Linked DNA regions of Gossypium hirsutum: region 1 is linked to region 2. Evidence: chromatin contacts called from public Hi-C data. All regions are on one chromosome and are shown on one strand. The core of a region is the stretch at or near the end of the contact, and the rest is flanking DNA. Distances in the headings are between cores, read along the strand shown. Region 1 holds the start of LOC107950228. Region 2 holds the start of LOC107950221 (G-type lectin S-receptor-like serine/threonine-protein kinase At1g34300).

Region 1 (7,170 bases), core at 2,510-5,009, 150 kb after region 2:
GTAGGCAGAAATAAGGGAAGGGGCCAAATTTATCCCAACAGGAACAAAAGTAACAATATAATTTATAATGCTACAATAATAGATATAGTAAGCAAAACCATATGAAAAGGAGACGGATGCATTAACTACACTCATACGAAAGGAAGTAAATAATAATAAAAAAATTGATATTTCCAGAATTTAGATATTTACAACTTATTAATGATTAAGTTATCTTGATATTATATATTTAAGAGTACATTATTTTTTCTTTTACCATGAAGTGAGTAAATTATTTTTGTGCATTTAGTTTCGAAGTAAATAAATAAAATATTAACTTCTAGTGTTTTAAAATGACATGCAAACACCAACATTTTAGTCTTTCTGTGTTTTAAGAATGTTGATTTTGTAGGTCTCTTTTAAAACAACTTAAGTTAGCTTTTTCTTTTTCTTTTTTCTTTTTCAAAGTTCAAATTTACTTTCATTCAAGATTTCACTTATTTAAATCAAGACTAAATTACTCAGTTTTATAATAGATTAGAATGACTAATTTAGTCCTCAATCTATAGTATAGGGACTCACCAGGGAATTTAACTGGTTGTTAATTAAATCAAAATGAAGAGTAAAGACACGTGAAATGAGTGAACAAAACTCGATTCAATCGAAAAGAAATTCGAATTTCAAGTTAATTGAATTGATTTCTTTGATTTTTTCGAGTCAACTTGAATAAGTAAATCGAGTTAAATTGAATTTTACAATTTGACTAATAGATTGGTGTAAAAATACCTTTGGTCCCTATCAATTTTGAAACTGAGCAAATTGGTCACTCCCAACAAATATTACAAAATAATTTTTAAAAATTCAAAATAATTTTTAAAACTTAAAATATTTATAAAAATTCTAAAATTTATATTTTTTTAAAATTTTAAATAATCTAAAGAATATATAAAGAAAGTTAAAATTTTAAAAATATTCTAAAATAGTAATTTTGGACATAAATAAGTTAATTAATTATTCAAGTTTATCATACTAAAGTATCTTTTTTTTTTCTTATTTTGCTTTGAAAAAGTTTTTAAATGTATAGGGTTATTTCAAATTTATGTGGTCTAACATGGAATTAATTATACTGTAATAATATTTTAATTTAGTTTTTTTAATTTAACCCGAACAAGTTTACTCAATTCGATTCAACTTGAATTTCATTTCGCTCGACTCGATTTGAAAAAAAAATCCAAATCGAGTTAGGATGATAAAATAAGACTCATTAACCCGATTAACTCGAAATTTTTTCACTTGATTCGATCGAACGCGCCTACATGTACCAACATGAGAAAGAAATGAAAAGGTTAATTCTACTATTAGTCCTTTTACTTTGCAAAAATTACAAATTTAGTCCTTGTACTTTAACTTGATCTATTTTAGTCCCTGCACTTTTTTGAATTGGTCAACTTTAGTCCCTGTACTTTTTGAAATTTGAAATTTGAAATTTCAGTCCTTACCTAAGTAGTAGTTGTTATGTTAAATTTGTTTGTTTAAATTCAATTATTAGTTATGTGCTATATGTACAATTGTAGATTTAGCCCATATTTTTCAATTGGACCATTCTAAGTTGTGAATTTTGAAATTCCAGTCTTGACGCAAATGACAGTTGTCAATTGAATTTTTAGTGAGTAATATGTGGACTTAACAAGGTGAAATGGCATTGGATATATGATAATATGTTTGGAGCTTCAAATTTTGGAAATAACAAAACTTAGCCTAATAAATTTAACAGTTATCATTTGGTAATGATTGAAATTTTAAAATTTAAAAAGTACAGGGACTAAAATTGACCAAATCAAAGTATAGGGATTAAATCCACAACTTTTACAAATTACAGGGACTAATAAAAATACCAAATGAGAAATTGTTTTCTGACTTAAAAGACAATTTTAGCCACAAATATTTATGGGTGTTTAATTAAATAAGTGAAAGGATGTTTAAAATTGAAAAATATGTGGTGTACTGTATATTGTGTTTACTAATTGGTCCCTTCTAAATTTGGGTTTTCAATTTTTCTGGTTTCACGAAGTTAAATTACCATGCGGTGAGGAAACAGATTCGTTTTTATTTTTTTATTGTCTGGAAGCATTTTCATTTTATTATTTATATTTGGGATTTGTCGTTATTTCTCCTAATAATGTTTCGTTTTCAAGGTTCATATTTGTATTCTCTCTTTAAAAGTATAATATATCTTATTACTAAACTTGAAACGAAACTATCTTTTACTTCGTATTCATTGTGGTTGCATTTTTCAATAGCACTTATAAAATTTTTAATTTTTAATCTTTAATCTTTTATTTATATTTTACATTTTTTTGGTATTTTAAAAATAAATTTAATAATTTTATAAAAAATTAAGAATTTTCCAATTCTTTATAATTTTCTAAATTTATGGAGTTTTAGGGTATTTTTTATTCTTTTATTTCTGCATTTTAAAATATTTTTAATATTTTCTGCAAATAAATTATGAATTTTGTAGTTTTAGAATTTTCAAAGTTTTTAGATTTTTTTGGACATTTTAATTTTTCCTTGACATTTTAATCAAATATAGTTTTTTTTACATGTGGTGGAAAATTTAGATAGAAAACGTGATACTTTTTAGTAATTTTGATGGGCGAACTTAGACGTGCATTTGTCTAGATGCATTTTAAAATACATTTTTAATAATTATATATATTATTTTTAAAAATATTTTTCAAAAAAAATGTAATTTTCTTGTTTGTTTAGAATTTTAGGGTTTTTAGAAAATTATAAAGTTTTCATGAAGAAAATTTTAAAATTTTCTGTTTTTGTAGATTTTTTTTTTTGCAATTTTAATGAAATTTATGACACTTTTGGAAATTTTAAGGAATATTTGCTTCTTTTGATACATGGCAGCCTGTAATTTTAGACAGAAAACATAGATGAGGTAACTTGATAAGCTGAAGGAAAATATAGGAGGTAAAGTGACCAGAATTCTTTTCCAAATAACAAACTGAATAAATATATTTAAAAAATAAAAATATGAAAATAACTAAAAAAATGAAATTATATATTTATAGCGGATCAAGATTAATAGTATGACAAAAATATATTAATTGTGGAGTAGTACTAATGGATTTGATAATATCTATCCTTTTTCGCACCAAAAACGGTCTATTGTTATTTGAATCTTTATTAAATAAAAGGATAAACTATAAAATAGTTATTTTTGTTTGCCTTAGATTTCGTTTTAGTCATTTATGTTTGAAATGTTACGTTTTAGTCACTTACATTATTATTTTGTTACGAAGTGGTCGCTTTACTGTTAAGCTCAGTTATCTCCTTAACGACAGTCCTACGTGGCAGTCCAAATGGGTTTTAAATGCTAACTTGGACTGCCATATAGGACCACCGTTAGGGAGGTAACGGAGCTTAATGGTAGAGTGATCACTTCGTAACAAAACGATAACGTAAGTGACTAAAATATAATTTAAAATAAACAAAAGTGATTATTTTTACAGTCTACCTTATATTTTATTTTAATAAGTAAATTTTTTAAAAAAATAAATTTATATATATAATTTAATGTTAGTAATTTAACTTGAATTTTAAATTTTATAAAGTCTAAAAATTAAAAATTAAAAATTAAAATCCCAAAATAAAATTAATGTACTCCATTGAGAAGGTTTCTTCATTGAGCGTATGTACTACACATTACAGCGTGTATGTAAAAAATGTACGATCAGATTCCAATAACAGCTACTCTAAGCAGATATTTAAGAGACTGCCATTTCATTAAAGCCTTAACAGTACATTTTCACAAGCTCCCAAGCAGGCCCACACTCTCAAGAGCCAAACTGAGAGAGAAAAAGATTCATCCATGGAGGGCATGAATGATGACCATATGCATGGCATGATGATGCACAACACATCAGATGGCGGCATGAACATGACGAAGCACCATAAGATGATGATGCATATGACCTTCTTTTGGGGCAGCGACGCCGAGATTCTCTTCTCCGGTTGGCCGGGAACCAGAACCAGCATGTACGTCTTGGCCCTCATAGTTGTCTTCCTGCTTGCTTTCATGGTGGAGGGGATTTCTCACTCTCGGTTGGTGAAACCCGGTTCCACCCACCACGTGACCGCCGGTCTGGTTCAGACTTTGTTGCATGCTCTGAGGGTTGGACTCGCGTATCTGGTGATGTTGGCTATCATGTCTTTCAACGGTGGCGTTTTCTTGGCCGCCGTGGCTGGCCATTCTCTGGGGTTTTTATTATTTGGCAGTCATGTTTTTAACAAACCTTCCGCCACCGTCCCCAACGCCAAAACATCCGATCTTCCGCCTATGAGTTGTTGAATATTAGGGTTTATTTCTTTCGGGTTTGGGTCTAAAAGGATTGATGTTTATGGTTTTAGATTTTTGTTTTTATCTTTTAATCTGTGCTTTGCTCTGTATTTGTTTTTCATTTGATACAAAAAAAAAAAAAAAGATTGCTTAATAACCAGTGATTGTACATTTTACCCATTCATATCCTTGGATTATTATTGATTCCTATCTTTAGCATGAGGCTGTGGTCGAGACAGTGCAATAGCCGGTTTGAATTTATTAATATAATTATATTTTTTTTATGTATATAAATTTTCGAATCAATTCCGATCTAAAATATTGTGTAGGTTAATATTGATGGAATAGTTCAAAGCCTTAATTTATAGTTAAATTTGACATATATAAATAGACTATAAATCTGATAAATTAGATCATTAAAATATTAATTGCATAAAAATATCAATAATTTTAATTTAATAAACTAATTATAAAATCGATTTTATTAACCTAATCAACTTAACTGAAGGGATCAAAAAGCATTACATTTAATTAAATCAGTTTCAACTCCAACCACTTTTTACTCAACGCTAATTATGATTTGATGACAGGTGAAGTCATTAGGGTTTGGGTTCCTTGTTGGATGGAATTAGCAGGAAGTTGCGGGTCAAGTCATTGTCCAATGAATGCAATTGATGGGTGGTTCTTCTATCTATTACCTTCACATCAAGGATTCAATAAAATGTGTACCATCCATATTTAGGGTTGCATTTAAGATATTTTCTCTAATATCATGATATTTTGCATTTTGCAAGTGGGCACCACTATTTAAGATACCTTGTTTTTATGCACAAATGTTGCATACATGTTACTATTTATAACCATGTGCTTTTATCTATATAATCGAGTTCGATTTCTGCTCATAAAAATGGAGCACGTTTCATTGCTAATTGTTTACATTATCGGAGAATAACCACAATGAAAGGTTTAGTCACTATCTGTTGGTGGTGGTGCTTTAGTTACGATAAAAAAAAGATTTGTGTATGTCTTCAATTGACATCCTGCCCGATCTTTGGATAACTCCCACTCGTTAGACATTATAAAACTCATACACATAAGAATAAATAGATTAAATTCATGAAAGTAAAAGAACTAAATTTCAAATATGGTAAAGGTATAGTGACTGAAAACAGAATTAGACCTATAATTTATATAACTGATTAATGGCAACATTTAAAAAAAAAATTTAACATTCAGTATTCAATTGGTTTTTTAGAAACATATTATTCTTTTGTTAGCACTTTCAAACTTTAAATTTCATGGGAAGAAACGTAATGAACTTCTACCTTATAATTCATGCTGCCGATGAGCATGCATGCATGCAAATGGCATGGTAAAGGATTAAAAAGGATTTATTTATTTATTATTATTTTTTAAAAAACTTAACTTGTTGAATAAAAAAACAAAAACACATGTACTATTTACCCAAAATGAACAAAAATGGTACTTTCAAAGAAACCCATCAATTAAAGCAACCTTCCTAAATACTCAAAAGGCAATCAATGATTTTAAGGAAAAAAATCTTTGCATTCCTTTTTTATCTGTGTATACTAAGATGTTGCTGTCATGAAATACCACTTACGCTAGTGGGATATTATATATATATATACACACACGTTGTTTGACAATTGGATGATAATTGATTGTTGATTGTCGATTGTAGTGATTGATTTTACCAATTGCTTTTATTAACTCTTTATTTAAAAATGTTTAAAAAAACTTAGTTGATAGTTGAAAATTAATATGTGTAAAATGACAAATAAAAGCATGACACATTTTATTATTGAATATTTATTTATTTATAATACTTTTGTCTTTATTGAGTGAAATTATTGAAATAAAACACTCTTATCAAGGAATTAAAACATCCATTATGAGAAATTAATTAGTCAATATTTTTAAAAATTTAAATAAATAAATTTCTTAAGTTCCTTATTTGCAAAGTATTTTTTATTTAAATAAACATTCATTATGGAAATTAATTAGTGAGTAAACATAGTTAGATATGTCATTCTACGTATCTCATTCCCAATCAACTAGGAAAAAGTTGTCCATCCTTACGTTTTTTGTTTTGGAAGTTTTAGCTTAATAAGCTCTTGCAAACTTTCATTCACCAAACACTACAATTAAAGGGTTTGACTATCCAATCCTCCGTTTGTACCCAAATCAATTAAAAAAGACCCAAAACTTTGTTTACTAAACACCCCTACACATTTTTTTTATCTTATTATATATTATTATAAAAAAAAATACATATTTGATGTTCCTTATTACGTCCATGGATATTAAAATGTGTGTGCAAAAGGCAAGGTGCACGCCGTACTGCCGTGTGCTGATCAGAGCAACAACGGGGCGGTGGTTTAATTTGTCAAAGTGATAAATTCAACTTTTATTAATGGTTTAATTATGCTCTCAGTTCTTGTATTCTGCATATTTAAAATTTAACCCTTCTATTTTTATTTAATAATAACGTGAAAGGACTTTCGTTAAAGAAGCAAATGAATATATTGAATATAGGATTATAAAGTTTTCAATTTCGAGTTTTTCAACATTAATTGGTTCAAAGAAGTAGAGTGGACACGGCTTTAACTTGGCCATGTAAGTAAATTGTTTTTAAACACAACAGAATCCAATTTAAATAAAAAAATAGAGGGACTAAGTTGTAAGACATTAAAAGGAGACTAAATTTAAAATGTATGAATAGTATAGGGACTGAGAGCAGAATTGGACCTTTATGAATTTCTCCTTCATTCTTGAATCTTCTCTTCTCTTGTGATATCCATTGCCATATTCCCCAATTC
Region 2 (6,951 bases), core at 2,616-5,115:
GTGTCATATTGGTGACAATTCCAATTGCATGGTGTAAAAAGTTATTATATCATCTGTTCTAATAATGTGTTACCGTTAAAAGAAACAAATTAGTAACTTTTTTTGCTGAGTAAGGAAAGATATTAGTATGAAAATAAGGACTCCATTTTGACAGTTATAATACTTAAGAATGATCGAATGGAAGAATAGACTAATTTTTTGATGTTTTTCTCAACTTCTAAATTGCAAGCACATCCAAGTTGGTAACAACAAAATACTCCTCAAAACTAAGGTATGCTTTTATGTTTGTCTCTGAACAAATAATAACCACCGTATATATTTTATGTGTTTGCCCCCTTGGATGCCAAAATTGAATTATTATATATATCTTATATCATATGTTTTGCTCCTCCATATCCACATTTGCCTTTCACTTCTGGCTAAAACGTCTATTTACTTTATGAAATTGTGTTACTTTTTTTTAGGGAGCATACTGAACTAGAGCAATAATACGAGAAGCAGCACCTTGCAGGTATAAACAACATCAAACATGTTGAATTGTTTGATAAAATACATAGAGTTTGATGCAATCATCATAGCAAGCTTTTTATTTACTTTTTGTTTTTGCAAAATGTTCTTGGTTTTTTTTTCTAACAATTGTATGTAAATATGATGGCGCTACAATTGTTTTCTTTTGATATTTAAATTAAACCTGAGTGTTAAGTGTCCCTTAAAATCTCTTACTATTACTAAACCTAAACCTGAAAGGAAAAGGGAGAATATAAATTGAACTTGTTGCCAATGGTAAAGCAATGATACAAAAACAAGGGAATGACCCTGGCACAGACTCACCTTTCCTTGGCTGTTTGTTTCAATGCAAATGACACAGCCAGATTTTAGCATTTCAAAGTTCCTCGAGGGATTAAAATGCTGGCCTCTGCTGGCAGATCCATTCGTTTTGAGGAGTATATGCCTGCCAAAATAAACTGACACAAAACTCATACTACAAGAATCGATTTGAACCATTTTTGCACAACATGATGCTTTTAAGCTACCAACTTCTGCTTTGCATTTCACACACAATTATGGGTAACAAACAATAAGGTATATATATGTAGCACACATCACCACTAAACATTATTAGTAACATGTTTTTAAATGAACTAAGGCCATACTTGTAGAAGCAACAACTCTGACAGCAATGCCTCAGTCTTTCTAGAAATATTTGCTAAGGTAACAATTTAAACATGTTTTTACAACATATGGTATGAACATCACCTCTCGTATTTTATATACAACAGGTTTAACGTTAAATCTGGATCAGAGGTCGCCCTGCCAAAGTCATTTAATATGCACCTTTAGCATTTCATGTCAGGCTGTATCAGGGATGATGACTGCTTTTCTGAAGAAATCATTCCTGAAGCTAAGGGAGAAATCCCAACTGTTTGCAATGAAGATGATGATGAGGGAGCTGGGGCGGAAACAGCAGAAGTTGAGAAAGCGCTGATATTACTGCTCACGTTTATGCTGGTTCCGCTTATAGAACCTTCGGTGGCAGATTTTGGTGCTGGCGGTCTCTCAATATCTGTGATTCCTTCCAGCATCTGAACCACTTTTCCCATCATTGGCCGATGAGAAGGCTGTTCCTGGATGCACCAGAAACTAACCTGAATTGCCCTAGTTATTTGCTCCATGTCCACATCTAGACTACGAAGCTTTTTATCAACAATTCCCTCTATATTACCCTTCTCAAATTCTTCATAAGCCCACACAGAGAACTTTTTCCTATTTGTGTCCGCTGAAACATCAAAATTCCTTCTTCCAGTCACTATCTCCAACAAGACCATCCCATAACTATAAACATCAGATTTTGAAGTTATTGGAAGGTTTGCAAGCCATTCAGGTGCCAAATAGCCCCTTGTCCCCCTAACACTTGTCAGTGTTCGGTATCTATGGTCTTTGGGATTTATAAGTTTGGCAAGTCCGAAATCTGACACTTTGGCATTGAAATTTTCATCCAAGAGAATGTTCTCAGGCTTTATATCGCAATGAACAATGCAGTCCCTACACTCCTCATGAAGGTATGTGATTCCCCTTGCAGTTCCAAGAGCAACATTATAACGGTATTCCCAGCTCAACATCTTTCCTGAGTGCTCTTCTGTGGTAAAAAGGAAGTTATCTAGAGACCCATTTTTCATAAACTCGTAAACTAAAAGCCTGTGACGGCCCTCAGAGCAAAAACCGATCAATCTCACCAAGTTTAAATGGTGGGTGCTACTGATGGTTGCAACCTCCATTCTAAACTGCTTTTCACCCTGCTCAATACCTTCTAGTTGCTTCACTGCCATAACAGTTCTGTTAGCAAGAACTCCTTTATATACAGCCCCAAACCCTCCGGCTCCAAGCTTTTCCTTAAATCCCTTGGTTAAGCGCTGAAGCTCCTTATATGAGAACTGAACAGGAGCACCAGACGCATACTCAAGAAGAGCATATTGAGCTGATAGACCCCCAAATTTGGGACTGTTTCTGCAGCACCACCACCATAAACTGCCTTCCAATGCAATCAAAACCAACACGGTAGCCACAATCACAACCACTACAACCCAGCCATGCACCCTCCAACCATTCCCATTCTCTACATTATCCGCAAAAGGAGATGGGTTTGGTAATATTGGTCCACAAACCTTAACATAAGAAGTACTAGGAAGTGGTGCACTCTGATACCCACTCACAAACTCAGTAGTTTTCAAGAAACAGACCCCTGATCCATCCGACAAAGAAGTGGAAGCAACACAAGAAGCGCTGACAAGACAATTCAATTTACAAGCTGATATCCCAATAAAGAAAACCTGAGAAGACAACTCAGGCGAATAAGTCAAAAACTCAGCATGATCCAGTTCCAACATAGCAGCACTCCCTGGACAATCCTCTATCTCCCTTTTCCTCTTACACCCTTGCCTCCTATCATTCACATCCACCAACTCAAAATTCTCTGAAGGACACCCGCAAATTGGGCTCGTATCATTATAACTACAAATTCCCATATTCCCACAGTAACCAAAAACATCACACTGATCTAAAACTGCGGACCATCTCGGAGTTATAGTCCCACTACCTTGAGAAGAACTATAAATCCTTAGATTCCCATCCTCATCTAACCTTAAAAACCTCAAAATATTACTCCCTTCCGCATAATCACTACTGTAAGCGACAATTGACCCAGTACTCAAACTAGGATCAAACAAATTCAAAATACCAATAGTTAGCAACCCTAAACTCGGTGAAGTTAAATTTGCATCAAAAGAAGAATTCAACCCTTCGGTCCAATAAACAATACTATCATTCCATCTCAAAGTTAAATTCCCTGACCTTTGAAGATAAAAGGTATACAACCCAGATCTTAGAACTCTGCCAACAGTGAAATTCTGAGTCGGAACGATGGTATCCGTTGGATGGTCAAATGAAGACCAAACTACAGAACTGCCATTGCCCAATAGCCGGAGTTCCCCGGATTCTTCCAAGGAAGCAGAGGAAACACCCTGATTGGCAGTGCCAGAGTCCCAAACGACAGCGCCAGAACCATTGACAAGATGAAGAGCTCCGTTGGAGAGTAAACGGAGGGAACCAGCAGAGTCAACGGTGGTGCCATTTCCAGCAGTCCAAATAGGAACCCCACCTGCATACGTGATGGCAGCGAGGAGAGAGTTGGAAGAAGCAGAGGGAATGAAGGAAATGGAGAAAGTGGAATTGGAAGAGTGCCATGTTAGGGGTGGGGATGAGGGGGTGATGGAGGAGCCTAACGAGATTGTGGCCGATGAAGCAATAAAGAAGGAAGTTAAGAGGTAAAGGAATAGAAAGAAAGAGAGGCTCTTTTGTTTCATCATCATCTTTGTAGAGAGGTGTGGACAAAGGAGATGAAAAACAAAAAGAAGAAGAAGAAGAGGGGAGGGAATACAAGTGGGAGTAGACCTTTTCTTCTTCAAGAACTGGGAGCAGACTTTGACTAGTAATAAAAAAATCTTATTTCAATTTTTTTTTGGGTTGAATTTTTGTTTCATATTTTATATAATGGGAAGTTCTCCTCCGTAAGTTTTGGTTTTTTGGTCCAGTCTTCGAAACCATTATGTGGGCTTAATTTCATACAAAACTATGTGGGCTTTATGGTTGGCAGTAGGTAGTATATTCCAGTCAACGTTTGACTTCTGCATGTTCTTAATTAACACGGAAATATAACAATATTTTAAGCTTAATGATGTAAAAAGTCCTTAAATTGTTAAAAAAAAACAATTAAGTCCTTGTCTTTTCACTCAATTTGGTATTTAAATTTTCAAAATGCATAAAAAATGCCTTCAAACTTTTTCAAAGAAAAGCAATTTAGCTCCTATCTTTTTTGCACTCAACTGGTATTTAAACTTTCAAAATGTATATAAAGGGCTCTTAAACTTTTTCAAAATAAGCAATTAAGCCCCTACTTTTTTTTACACTCAATTGGATACTTGAACTGTCAAAATACATCAGAAAAGTCTTTTGACCGTTAACTTCAACAGTTGATCGTTAAAAGTTAATCGCCTCTAATTTTTTTAATTAAAACCACCCCCGTCTCACAACCACGGCATGACATGTGGCAAAAAAATTATAAAAATAAAAATCAATAGAAGTTATAAATTTTATTAAATTTTAATTAAAAATATAAAAAATTATAAAATATATAGAATATAGAAAAAAGTTATAAAATTATAAAATTTTATAAAGTTGTAAGGAACTTATAAGAAAATGTAAAGAAATTTAAAATTCGTAAAAAATTAAAAAATTTATCTACTAAAAGAAGCATTTTATAATTTTTATTATTTAAAATTTGTAAAAAATTATTGATTTTTAATTTTTATCACTTTTCGCCACATGTCATGTTGTTCTATGACATATGACAATTTTAACTGAAAAAAATGGGGGTCGTTAACTTTAACAATTAATGGTTAAAGTTAATGGTTAAAGGACATTTTTGATGCATTTTATAAATTTTTTTATGATTTTTATACAATTTTACAATTTTTTTATAATTTCCTATTGTTTTTATAATATTTTCAAATTTTTATATTCTTTATATAATATTTTTATATTCTTTATAAAGAATATTTTTATATTCTTTATTAAAATTTAATAATTTTTATAACTTTTATTGATTTTTATTTTTATAATTTTTTTTGCCACATGTCATTCCGTGGTTGTGAGAAGAGGTGGTTTTAATTGAAAAAATTAGGGGCTAACTTTAACGATCAACTGTTAAAGTTAATGGTCAAAGGGTCTTTTTTGTGCATTTTGACAATTCAAGTACCCAATTGAGTGCAAAAAAAAGTAGGGACTTAATTGTTTTTTTTGAAAAAGTTTGAGGGTCTTTTTGATGCATTTAGAAATTCAAGTATCCAACTGAGTAAAAAAAAAGGGGCTTAATGTTTTTTATTATTATTAAATTTATGGCTTTTTACACTCTTAAGGCAATGTTTTATCATAAATGGATGTCTATCAAATATCTAGATAAGTTTAGGGCTAGTTCTTCATTACTTTTGAAAAGTACTTTTGAAAAGTGCTGTGAAAAAGTACTTTTAAGAAGTGTTTTTGAAAAGTTTGGTTTAAAATTTGAGTGTTTAGCATTGTTGTCAAAAAGTGCTTTTGAGAAATAAAATGTTCATTTTAGACAAGTTATTATCAAGTAACAAATATGCATTTAAATAATATTTGAGTTAGTTAATATTATTATATTTTAGTAATAATATAAAAAAATTATTATAACTTGTTAATATTTTAATATATGAAATATAAATTGTAAATATTTTTAAGCAATAAATATTAATTATTTATAAAATTTAATTAGAATATATAAACTATATTTTAAATATTTAAATATAACCATTAAATATTTGTAATTAGTATTTTAAAAAATATTTTTTATTTTTAATTAATGATTTTAACACAATTGTAATTAAGCACTAAGAAAAAAAAAGAAAAATACTATGTTATTGGAGGGGCGAAAAAGTAATTAAGCACCAAAAGTGCTTTTGGGAGAAGAAAAGCTAAAATTTTTAGCTTCTCCTTTTCAGAAGTGCTTTTCAAAGCTTTTCAAAAGCACTTCTGAAAAGCTAAAAGTTTCAGCCAAAAGCAGCTTATTCTTTACAGCTTTTCTTTCAAAAATGCTTTTGGAGTCAGAAGTACTTTTTTAAGCAATGAAGAACTGGCATTTAGTCTTGTTGGAAATATTAATTATGTATGTTGTGCCTGTAGAAAATCGAACCTTTTAACTAAAGAGTTATATGCCTTACCTTAGCATACCTGGTACTTGGCTATCACTTGGTTAGGGTTCAAATTCCATGATGTTCATAAATTCATAATATTTAAAGTTGTTTTCTGGAAAAAAAAAACTATAAAAAAGAAAATGAATTAGAGTTTTCGATTGGTGTAGGCGATGAGAATAGAAAAGACCATAAAACAATGATTTCAACAACTCAGCGACTTAAATGAAATATTTTGAATAATTAAATAATATTTTGTAACTTTTAAAAGTTGAATAACCGACACATAATTTTACTTATAGTTTAATAACTTTGAATGTAATTTAAATTATTTAAAATAAATAGTATCATTAAATATAAATATCATAAATCTAAAAGGTAAATAGTAAAATTTGAAAATCAATAAACTAGTGTAAAATGTTTAACTGATGATATAATTTTAAAAAATAAATAAATTTATCAAGTGATAAATATATCTTATTAAAAATATTAGATCACGATAAAACAATTATTTAAAAGTATATATTTATTAAAATTTATGTCAAATGATAAAGTTGAAGATTTAAATTTTATTTTTTGCAGATTTTTTTTGAGTTTAGATAAAAATATAAGAAGATAAAAACATATTTATAAAATATAATTTGTTTTGTGAAAAGTATGATTTTTAATTTTTTTTTAAAATTGAATG

What was found. Hi-C and Micro-C count contacts between places; a contact is called where the count stands out from the background.
Region 1: a Hi-C map of leaf shows a contact between it and region 2, with 1.8 times the contacts expected there. The contact joins the promoter of LOC107950228 here to the promoter of LOC107950221 in region 2. A contact is called at or near these places in 2 of 34 Hi-C or Micro-C datasets (both in leaf).

The regions. Positions count from the first base shown.
Region 1 is chrD03:45,972,728-45,979,897 of Gossypium_hirsutum_v2.1, forward strand. It overlaps LOC107950228, which reads left to right and starts at 3,760. Exons shown (of 2, transcript XM_016885042.2): 1 at 3,760-4,339. The coding sequence starts at 3,863. It also overlaps the pseudogene LOC121215424.
Region 2 is chrD03:45,825,978-45,832,928 of Gossypium_hirsutum_v2.1, forward strand. It overlaps LOC107950221 (G-type lectin S-receptor-like serine/threonine-protein kinase At1g34300), which reads right to left and starts at 3,866. Exons shown (of 1, transcript XM_016885037.2): 1 at 1-3,866. The coding sequence starts at 3,866. The coding sequence ends at 1,338.